Linked DNA regions of Mus musculus: regions 1 and 3 are each linked to region 2. Evidence: chromatin contacts called from public Hi-C and HiChIP or PLAC-seq data. All regions are on one chromosome and are shown on one strand. Each heading gives the region's core, a stretch centred on a gene start, on an enhancer-like site or on the middle of the called end of the contact. The rest is flanking DNA. Distances are from core to core; before and after follow the strand shown. Region 1 holds the start of Dpt (dermatopontin). Region 2 holds the start of Atp1b1 (ATPase, Na+/K+ transporting, beta 1 polypeptide). Region 3 overlaps Gm32652 (a long non-coding RNA gene).

Region 1 (3,011 bases), core at 456-2,955, 340 kb after region 2:
TGCAAATCCTAAATGCACTTCTCCTTTGGCTCTTCTTCTTCTTCTGTCTGTTCTGACCTATTCTGGTTTTTATTTATTTATTTGTTTATTTATTTATTATTATTATTTAGATTCTTATTTGTATCCTTATAAGTGAGAGAAAGATGTGGTGTAGACTTGGGTGGGCGGGGAAATGGGAAGAATCTGGGAGGAGTTGGAGAATCATAATCATACTATGTTATATTTTAAAAATCTACTATAAATATAAGATAAATGCAAATTAAAAAGAGATACTCCAAGTGATTCAAAATGCTAGAATAGGTAAGACATTTTTAAAAATGTGTTCCATACCAAAACTCTAATGAAAAAATTTCTCAAAATCATTAGCCAGGAGACAAAAATATTCATGCCAAACTGCCGCTATACACCTATTAAAATGACCAAAATGTAAAAGAAAGGATAATTTTCTGGTGCCATAGCACAGACAGCTTCTTTTAAAGTTTGACAGACTCTTACATAGCAACCTGGAAATCAGTCATGAGTATTTACTGAAGCAAAATGAAGAAGAAGCTTTATACGAAAACCTCTGTGCACTTATAGAAATTTTATTCGTAAGCACTTATGCATAGTTATATATAAATTTTTACAAATGAGATATTCCACACGTGCTTCAGATGATACCATTGAACAGGACACCCATACTGTGGAACCCTTCTCAGCAATTACAAGAGGTCAGTGACTGGCAGCACAGTCGAGTCTCAAAAGCAGGGGTAACAGAGACTGACCCGTGTGGTGTGACCCCAGTTATTAACAATCTGGAACAGGCAAAACTGTAGAGACGAACATCCGATTGTTGGGTAGCAGAACTAGGTATCGGGAACAAAGAGGATGCAGAGGGCTATGAGGAGGTGCTCTGGACTATCCAGTCTACTCTATAGCATGATTTCAGAGCTGCCTGCAGGACTGTATGCTACACAGTTGAAAAGCTGGCCTTTATTTTATACACTTCACCTCAACAAACAGAAAAGTCAATGTAAAGTTTGAAAGTGCCAGCTGAAAAAACTTACCATTCATTTGAGCTTAACCAGTTCCATACTTAAGCCAGAGCTGAAGGGACCACTTTCAGCAGCTCAGGCAGATGCTGAAGCAGAGATAACGCCCCGCTGCTCTCTCCATGGACCAATAGCACTTCTACCTGAACGTTAGACATTTTAACAGTAGACCTGAAGACAGATCATCTGCTTCTACCCCCAATTAAAAGACGGACTAAGAACATAAAAAGAATCCAGGCACCTAGGTTTGCAGAAATCTAAAGGTTGAGTTCCTTTAACTTATCAACGTTTGTGTTTTGAAATCTCCGCCTGGATTTCCGTATAATTCTAGAGAGCTAAGCAGGAGAACAGCTACCAGATACCTGGTTTGCTAGTAAGAAGGGGCGTGGCAGAGGGGCAGCATGCCGAGAGATGAGGGAAGGATAGGTAGGCAATTGAGGGGGTCTTTCTCAGGTGTTTCTGAGCAGAGTGGAGCAGCTGCCTCTGGTCCCTCTCCGTGAAGTGATTCTCTGGGGAGATTTCCTTGATTTACATGTTCCTTGCATGTTCATAGAATTCCACCTTAAAACAAGCTGGACGCAAGCAAGGCCAGTTTCTCAGCGTGGAAAAGCTTTTGCTTGAGCAATGACACACTGCAGTTGGATCCAGTTCACCCACATCTGGGAACCACATGTCAGCGGCAGCTGTATAAAGTCAGCCCAGCAAACTGAGGGTGACATTTTTTTTGCCAGAAGCCGGGCAGTATGGACCTCACTCTTCTGTGGGTTCTTCTGCCACTGGTGACCACAGCCTGGGGCCAGTATGGTGGCTACGGGTACCCATACCAGCAGTACCAGGACTACGGTGATGATGGATGGGTGAATCTTAACCGCCAAGGCTTCAGCTACCAGTGTCCCCACGGGCAAGTGGTGGTAGCTGTGAGGAGCATCTTTAGCAAGAAGGAAGGCTCTGACAGACAATGGAACTATGCCTGCATGCCTACACCCCAAAGCCTGGGGGAGCCCACTGAGTGCTGGTGGGAGGAGATCAACAGGGCCGGCATGGAATGGTAAGAAGCAGAGAGTGCTCTAGAGATGGGAACATCTGTGTATGTACTGCATGGGAGAAGTTTGGTCCTTAAAATAGCAGGGCTCATAACCTGGGCACATCCTAAACTTGCTATTGCATGCTCTGGCGGGCAGGTGTGTACAATGTAGATAACATTGTAAGGTGAAAAACCAGGATGGGGTATGTCCCATGAAGGATGGATCTGGTTCTACTCCTTCAAAGGCCATCCCTAGGCTCAGTGTGTCCCGCAAGCTGGGTGTGTGTACGCAGAATGCTTACCAGACTTCCAAAATAGAGATGTCTTAAGGAATTTATAGAAAGTGGGCATCCCTGTGACATGGGAATAACACTTCCATTTTGGGATGATTTACCGTTTTCCAAAAATACTGCTCCAGGGTGGTTGGGACAAAATAAACAATTGGGTCCTCAGTATCCATATCCTGAAAAAAAAATATTGATTCAAAGTAAGTGATTGGGTAAACAAGACTGAGAACTAGAAACAAAGGGTCCTGAAGTTAAGTAGTGCTCTGCTGTTCTGATGAAATATGTTCTGGCGAGTTTTACTACTGAGATTTCTCTGTCTCCCTCTCTCTCCCTTTCTCTTGAATTTAAATAGCCTCTGTTGCTAGGATATAGTTTACCAAAGGTTTTTAGAGGTACTGTCCTGACTTCTGCCTTTTGCCTAATCATTGGAACTGCATTGGTCCCAGTTTGTGCTTCTCTGTGGTGTTTGACTATCCCAGCCCTGGCATTTGCTCAGAAGCCCATCTTAAGAGACAGGGGTGGCTATACTGGTCATTCATAGCTGTCCAAATGGAGCCCAAATTTCAGGGCTTAGGGAGATGGTGGAGGCTGACCCTAGGAGAGGCAGACTGAGGGAGGAGGTAGCCCAGCTGGAAGGCTGCCAGGTGTGCCCTCTGCTGAACAAGACAA
Region 2 (3,089 bases), core at 240-2,739:
GGGGTGGGAGGGGGAAGGAGGCGAGAGAGAAGGTAGAGGAGCTGGTGGTGATGGTGATACTGGAGAAGGAGGGGGGCAGTGATGCAGCAGAGGGGAGTTCCCTCCCTCCCTTCCGCAGTCACGACTCATGGATTTGTCTACAACTATGCCCTTCAAAATGACCTTAAAAAAAAAAACCTAGTACCTTTCCAGTGTAAGGAGGTAAAAAACAAACACGGTATGTAATTTTCAATGGGGTATGAGGGGGAGTCCAGCCAAGGAAGCAACAGGCTGCATGAAATGCTCTAATATAACCTGTTTCTTCGTTTGTATCATGAAGAGCTTAAAAACACCATGTCTAGCCAAGGCTTAAAAAACGAGCCATGAATGGAGCTCACTGGGCCATTTCTGGGCTGTGATGACTGCAATGTGTGAGGACTGCAGTGTGGATGCATTTCTTCTCCCCGTTCCTATCCATTCTAGATACATTTCTAGACTGGAAGAATGATGCTATCTATCGCAGCATCGTCTGCATTAGAACAGGTACGCTCGTGAGTTCTGCTCACGGCCCCAAATCTCGTTTTTCTAAGGTCTTGGGAGATGGAAAGGGAGGGTACATACATAGGCTCCTGGAACCTGACCGAATTTCCCAGGAGGAAAGGCTTAGGAAACGAAGATCCCTACCATACCCAAAACCCTAGCTCCAGCTCCCCACCCGAGGCGCATCCTGGGGACCCCCCACATTTGTCACTGGATGCCAAGCCCAGGGCCGCACGCTCCTAGCAGCTCCTACCACCCACTCCCTAACACCCTGGTCAGCCCCGCGGGCGCCGAACTGTCCGCAGTGCTCGCGTACAGACGCGCCTCCTAAGAAAAGCCAAGGCGCCGACGGCAGAGCCGCGGAGCGCGTACTTACACCAACTACCACCGGTCCTGCCCAAAAACTCCTTCTTCTCCGAGTTCCAGATGAATTTCTTCCAGCTGCCTTCCTCCTTGGCTTTTCCGCGGGCCATGGTGTCTGCTCAGCAGTGGCGGCCGAGGCCGAGGGAGGGCGAGTGCGGCGCGCGCCCTGGGCGTCCTCGCGGCGGCTGCTCGGTGTCCCCGCGGCCCGGCTCTGTCTCCGAAAGCGAGACGCGCCGCTGCCGCTGCGGCTCTCCGAGTGCGAGGCGCGCCGCGGAGCAGCCTAGGCAGAGCGGGAGGAGGGGGAGGTGCGGCGGGGGCGGAGGGAGGAGGGACGAGGGAGGAGGGCGCGCGCGGGCTGGGCGGCTCCGAGCCCCGCACCTAGAGGTGGGCGCGCGGCCGCTCTCGGGCTTTCCCCGCACTCCGATCGCCTTCCGGGGGGCTCAGCGAACCCCGCAGCTGCTGCTTCAAGCTGTAGCTGCACCACTCTGCTTGCTGTGACCTCTGGCGAGATGGACCAGGGACAAGGAGGGAAAGTCACCGGGAAGGGCGAGCGGAGTGGAGCGCGGGCTCGGCACACGGGCGCGCAGGCCAGGAGCCGAGAAATTGGCTGAGGGCGCACGCCCTACCTTTACTATATACCGCGCCTCCACCATCCGTAGCTCCGCCTACCGGCGGCACGGCAAGCCAATCGCCAGCGCCGAGAAGGCGGGGCCTGAGCCCCCGAAGGGGCGGGCGCGGGGCCCCGCACAAAGGAGCCGGCAAAGCTAAAGGGGCTGGCACCGCAGCAGGGGTGCGGAGAGGGACTGGGGGCGGGTGAGTACTGCTCCCGCAGCTCTGCTGGCCCTCTCTCTGCCCCGAGCTGTGCCTGGACAATCCTCCTCGTCCTCCCGGCCCCCGCTCGCCAATGCTGTGGCCTGCACCTGCATCGCTCTCTGGGAACCTCGGAGACCTCAACTCCTTCGTACTGGTCTTACCCCTTCGTACTGGTCGGGGTTTACTGCAGGTCCACCTCCCCTAGGCCATGGCCAGGTGGGGGAAGGTCACTCCAGGACGCTAGTGACTCTGCCCAGCTCTGCTCCGCCTCTCTGCTTATGCACCTGCCGCCCCCTCGCACTCTCTGCCACTGCGGTTGCAGTTCCGGCCCGTCCCTCTTCTGCAGGCCAGCCCAGCGGGCAGCCTCGGTTCCTGACTCCTGGTCTGTGCTTGTGGGCGGCCTGAACCACCTCAATCCGGACAATTGCCAAACCCACCCTGGGCTGTAGCTGGGAACCGGTTGTGGCTCCTGCCAGTCTAGACCCCGGGGAACAATTTATGCACGTGACCCAGCCACCTAAGACTCTCCTGGCCCAGGTCTGTGGCTGGTATTCCCATTGGCTTACTGTTCTGTCTCACTGGGGGCACCCCTACCCTATACTGTAGAATTCTTGGAATGACAGAGCACTTGGGAAGACCCAGCTCACATGTCAAGATGTCGCAGAGCACTGTGTTGGACATGACCATTCTTTCCATCCTTGTTGGCTGAAAATCCGCCCTTATTTTCATCCACCGAGCCCCTGAACAGCTTTCCACACAGCTCTTATGGTGATGACACAGCAGAAAACATGGCGAGGCTTCTGCAGTGGCTGCAGAAAAGCCTGTCCCTGGAGCGACCTGGCCGGTCGCGCAAAGAGCTAGCTTCTTATCAAAGACCTTCCCAACACAGAGATGGGTTCCCAAGACACCCTGCCATTTTCAAGGTCAATCTTGCAGGCCCAAGGACAAAACCGAAGGGATGCAAAAATGAGCTTTTTCTCATTAATCCCACTTGCAAGACTGAAGAAAACCTTAAAATACCCAAAATTCAGGGGAGACATAGCAACTGAGTCTCATGGAGTCCACAGGGGCTGCCGACCCACTGTGTCAAGGACAACTGTGAGAGCAGCTTGTTGAGAAAGAAGTCACTCTGCTTTGCCCCTGCAGCGTTTATTTTGGAAAAAACCCAAGTTTGTGGTTGGTAAGCTATTAGAAGAGACTGTACCTGTAGATTTGATGCCACTGTCTCTAGGCAGAACTTACATTGTGGAGGGGATTCCGCAGACCAGACCACTGGGAGGTGTGTGTGTGTGTGTGTGTGTGTGTGTGTGTGTGTGTGTGTGTACCTCATATATATATGAGGGAGGAAACCCCGTGGGCAGAATCAGGAAAAAAAAAACCATAAGGAATAAGTA
Region 3 (2,816 bases), core at 208-2,707, 410 kb after region 2:
AGAGTAGCTTTAAGCCCTGACTGGTTACTTCCTATATATAGTGACCTTGGACAAAACACTGAAGCTCTCTTAGACTGCAGTTTATCATTCATAGACTCTGGTAAAGAGAACATGACTGTACAGTTTGAATAAAAAATTAATAGTTTTCTATGTGCAAAAGATTCATCTCTAAAGATATAGATTTTGCAAGTGATTTTTTTCCCACTTTACCCAGGACGATCTGACTTCTAACCTTTAAATTTAACATTTACAGACTTATACTTAGGTACCTATGGAAATACACCAGAGATATACTTTCAAACCCAGACCCTATTCAAGCACAAACTCTGCCTAAATTTGAGAAGCAGGAAAAGGCTCACCCAAGCATTCACATTACTTGGAAAGTTAACACTTTTTTTGGAACCAGATCTGATGTCCCCAATGTTCTCCGAGGATTCTTTTAATTCAACTGGAGGCTGCCGCCGAGTAATACAATTAGCTTCTCGTTGACAGAGCTCTTTTTCTTTGATCTCCTGTGTTCATTCTTCCAAAAGCAACTCAATTGCTTCTCCTGATGAATTTCTCACTGTATATATACTTAATAGAATTGAAAACCAGCAGGTCGCCATATAAGGAGACATCAGATGAGCTATTAAAATAACATTCTTTTTCTAAGACAGGATTTGGTCTACCTAAACCAACCTTATCTGAGTGCAAAATAGGAAGGAAGAAGTGAACAAACACGGAACTGTCCTCAAAGGCCATGCGTAGAACATTGCCACTACTGATGGCTAGTGTCCTGAATCCAGGTAGAATATTTACTTAGTTTTACCTAGAGGAGCTCTAAAGCTACATAGTCCTTCAGAGTTGTTCCAGTGTGGGGCTGGATGGAAACCTTTCTTCTCCCGCATGTACTGGCCACTACCTGAAAACAATTAGTCAATGGGCAAGGTAGAAGACAAATCCTAGAGGCAGACTCCGCTGAGAAAGGTGGATTCTATGCATCTCTAGATGCTAGTGAGGAAAGAAAGGGGGAATGTGTGCTCACTGGGATGAAGCACTTCAGCATCTTTACCTTCCATATTCTCTCCCACAGGAACTACTCAGGCTGTTTCTTACAAAAGTATCTTCATCTCTCCCTCACCGTGGACACCAAGAGTCCTAGATGACGGATTCATTGCCAGAGATGCCACATTGGAGGCATCTTACAAACGAAAAGCAGTTGCACTTTAGCTTTTCTACGTCTGTGTTCAAATCCAAAGATATCCTCATAGGTTCACGTTTGGAAGTTAATTGTACCACTGAGCAGCAGGCTCCAGTTAAATTAAGAAAATTCTTGGAGGACCGTTGGACTATCAGATCATGTTTCCCAGCAGGTGGCGCTGTTCTGAGACGCTGTGTCGCTTTAGCAGGTGGGGGTCCAGGCTGGCGGAAGTAGGAAAGCAGAACTGGGACTTGGAAAGGGTTGTTCCTAGACCTACTTCCTCTTTCACACCTGGCTTCTTGGTCAGCCAAGATGTAAACAGCCTCCACCACACACTCCAGCTGCCCTGAACTGGGTAGTCATGAATTCTTCAGGTTGGAGTGAACTCTAAAAGTACAAACTGATACACATCTTTAATACTGTGGACTGTTTCTGTCCGGCATGGTGGTCATCGAACACTAACGTATCTAGGTATGGCTACATTGCTGTCAATTACAGGAAATTAGCCAAGCTCTGTCTCTCTGTCAGAGGCCTATATGTTGTGTTAGTTGACAACAGGAAAGCACAGGAACATCCAGACCGTCAACAAGCTGCCATTCCTTGATCCCAGGCTGCATCAATCTCTTTTACATCTTTGCTGTCAAATTTCAGAGATGTAAAACTGTGGGAGTTTCTTCATAGAGCTGAGATTTATTTCATTTTCTTCATTTTTAAGATGGTCACAAGTTACCAATTTTAAAGGAACCAATGAAAGAATATGAAAATAAAACCTAATGCATAAAAAATACTGAGCCAGGTAGTGGTGGCGTGTGCCTTTAATCCCACATAACACTTGGGAGGCAGAGGCAGGCAGATTTCTGAGTTTGAGGCCAGCCTGGTCTACAGAGTGAGTTCCAGGGCAGCCATAGCTATACAGAGAAACCCTGTCTTGAAAAACCAAAAAATAAAAAATAAAAAGGAGGAGGAGGAGGAGAAAAAGGAGAAGAAGGAGGAGGAGGAGGAGGAGGACGAGGAGGAGGAAATACTGTTAGCATAAGGTGTTGAGGGCCTACAGTGTGACAATAATACCTTAATTCTACATGTACACAACCAAATGAAAACAGTAGTAAAGGTAATGGTGAACAGCATACACAGTAACTCTAGAGGACCTCAGTGTCAGAAACTAACTCCCCCTCATTCATAAGAGCAAACTGTCTCTTAAAATAAAGAAACAACAACTAATAAAGAGGATTGTTCCAGAGTCCAGTTGCTGGTGATGACTAAACACTGATCAAGTATTAAGTGTCTATCATCTAACTTAGACTATTTTCTCACCGTCTATGATCTCTAAAATCTAATCATTAAAGATTGTCGAGTTTAGATGAGTGACTCACAGGTACCATCAAGTCAGAGGTACTCCAGTGTTCACCGAGTCACACTGTGCTGGAAACGGCTCCAGGCATAGAAGAAGATATTTTCAAAATAGAGCAGCCAGGACATTATAGCAGCATCTATAACCAAGAGAGGAAACAAAGTGTGAAGTATCTCTAGATTCTTCAAAGATTCCTTTACAAATTCATTCACAAAAGGCTACAAAACAATCCATTATTTCTTCCCTTTGTCTGGCATTTTTCCTATGTTCACATGACTTCTC

The links. Hi-C and Micro-C count contacts between places; a contact is called where the count stands out from the background. HiChIP or PLAC-seq counts read pairs in DNA pulled down with a chosen protein or histone mark.
Region 1: a FOXA1 HiChIP or PLAC-seq map of pancreatic cancer cells shows a contact between it and region 2. The contact joins the promoter of Dpt here to the promoter of Atp1b1 in region 2. A contact is called at or near these places in 18 of 39 promoter capture datasets (the 3T3-L1 cell line, 3T3-L1-derived adipocytes, the C10 cell line and 13 more), 6 of 484 Hi-C or Micro-C datasets (Sertoli cells, brain, cerebral cortex and 2 more), 12 of 115 datasets of contacts at active chromatin or transcription factors (SST interneurons, cardiomyocytes, craniofacial prominence and 9 more) and 2 of 9 other capture datasets (liver and macrophages).
Region 3: a contact with region 2 is called in a Hi-C map of pro-B cells, with 2.3 times the contacts expected there. The contact joins the enhancer-like site here to the promoter of Atp1b1 in region 2. A contact is called at or near these places in 5 of 39 promoter capture datasets (the C10 cell line, cancer-associated fibroblasts, cranial neural crest and 2 more), 1 of 15 datasets of contacts at CTCF or cohesin (large pre-B cells), 3 of 484 Hi-C or Micro-C datasets (cerebellar granule neurons, muscle stem cells and pro-B cells), 11 of 115 datasets of contacts at active chromatin or transcription factors (the 230-238 cell line, embryonic basal ganglia, embryonic forebrain and 7 more) and 2 of 9 other capture datasets (adipose tissue and liver).

What each region holds. Positions count from the first base shown.
Region 1 is chr1:164,794,958-164,797,968 of GRCm38.p6, forward strand. It overlaps Dpt (dermatopontin), which reads left to right and starts at 1,706. Exons shown (of 4, transcript NM_019759.3): 1 at 1,706-2,079. The coding sequence starts at 1,775. Gm32569 (a long non-coding RNA gene) reads right to left here. Exons shown (of 4, transcript XR_373663.3): 4 at 569-2,518.
Region 2 is chr1:164,456,866-164,459,954 of GRCm38.p6, forward strand. Atp1b1 (ATPase, Na+/K+ transporting, beta 1 polypeptide) reads right to left here and starts at 1,490. Exons shown (of 6, transcript NM_009721.6): 1 at 896-1,490. The coding sequence starts at 992. It overlaps Gm32391 (predicted gene, 32391), which reads left to right and starts at 1,658. Exons shown (of 4, transcript NR_168343.1): 1 at 1,658-2,875.
Region 3 is chr1:164,869,479-164,872,294 of GRCm38.p6, forward strand. Gm32652 (a long non-coding RNA gene) reads right to left here. Exons shown (of 5, transcript XR_865700.2): 3 at 2,557-2,673. Gm20743 (predicted gene, 20743) reads left to right here. Exons shown (of 5, transcript NR_040303.1): 4 at 660-788; 5 at 1,076-1,960. Among named protein-coding and RNA genes, the nearest start is that of Gm20743, 7.8 kb to the left of the region's middle. Within about 2 kb of position 1,458, at least 33 of the 459 cell types and tissues checked have an H3K27ac peak or open chromatin away from gene starts, as enhancers often do. A contact at or near this core is called in the 230-238 cell line and pro-B cells, where this site is marked.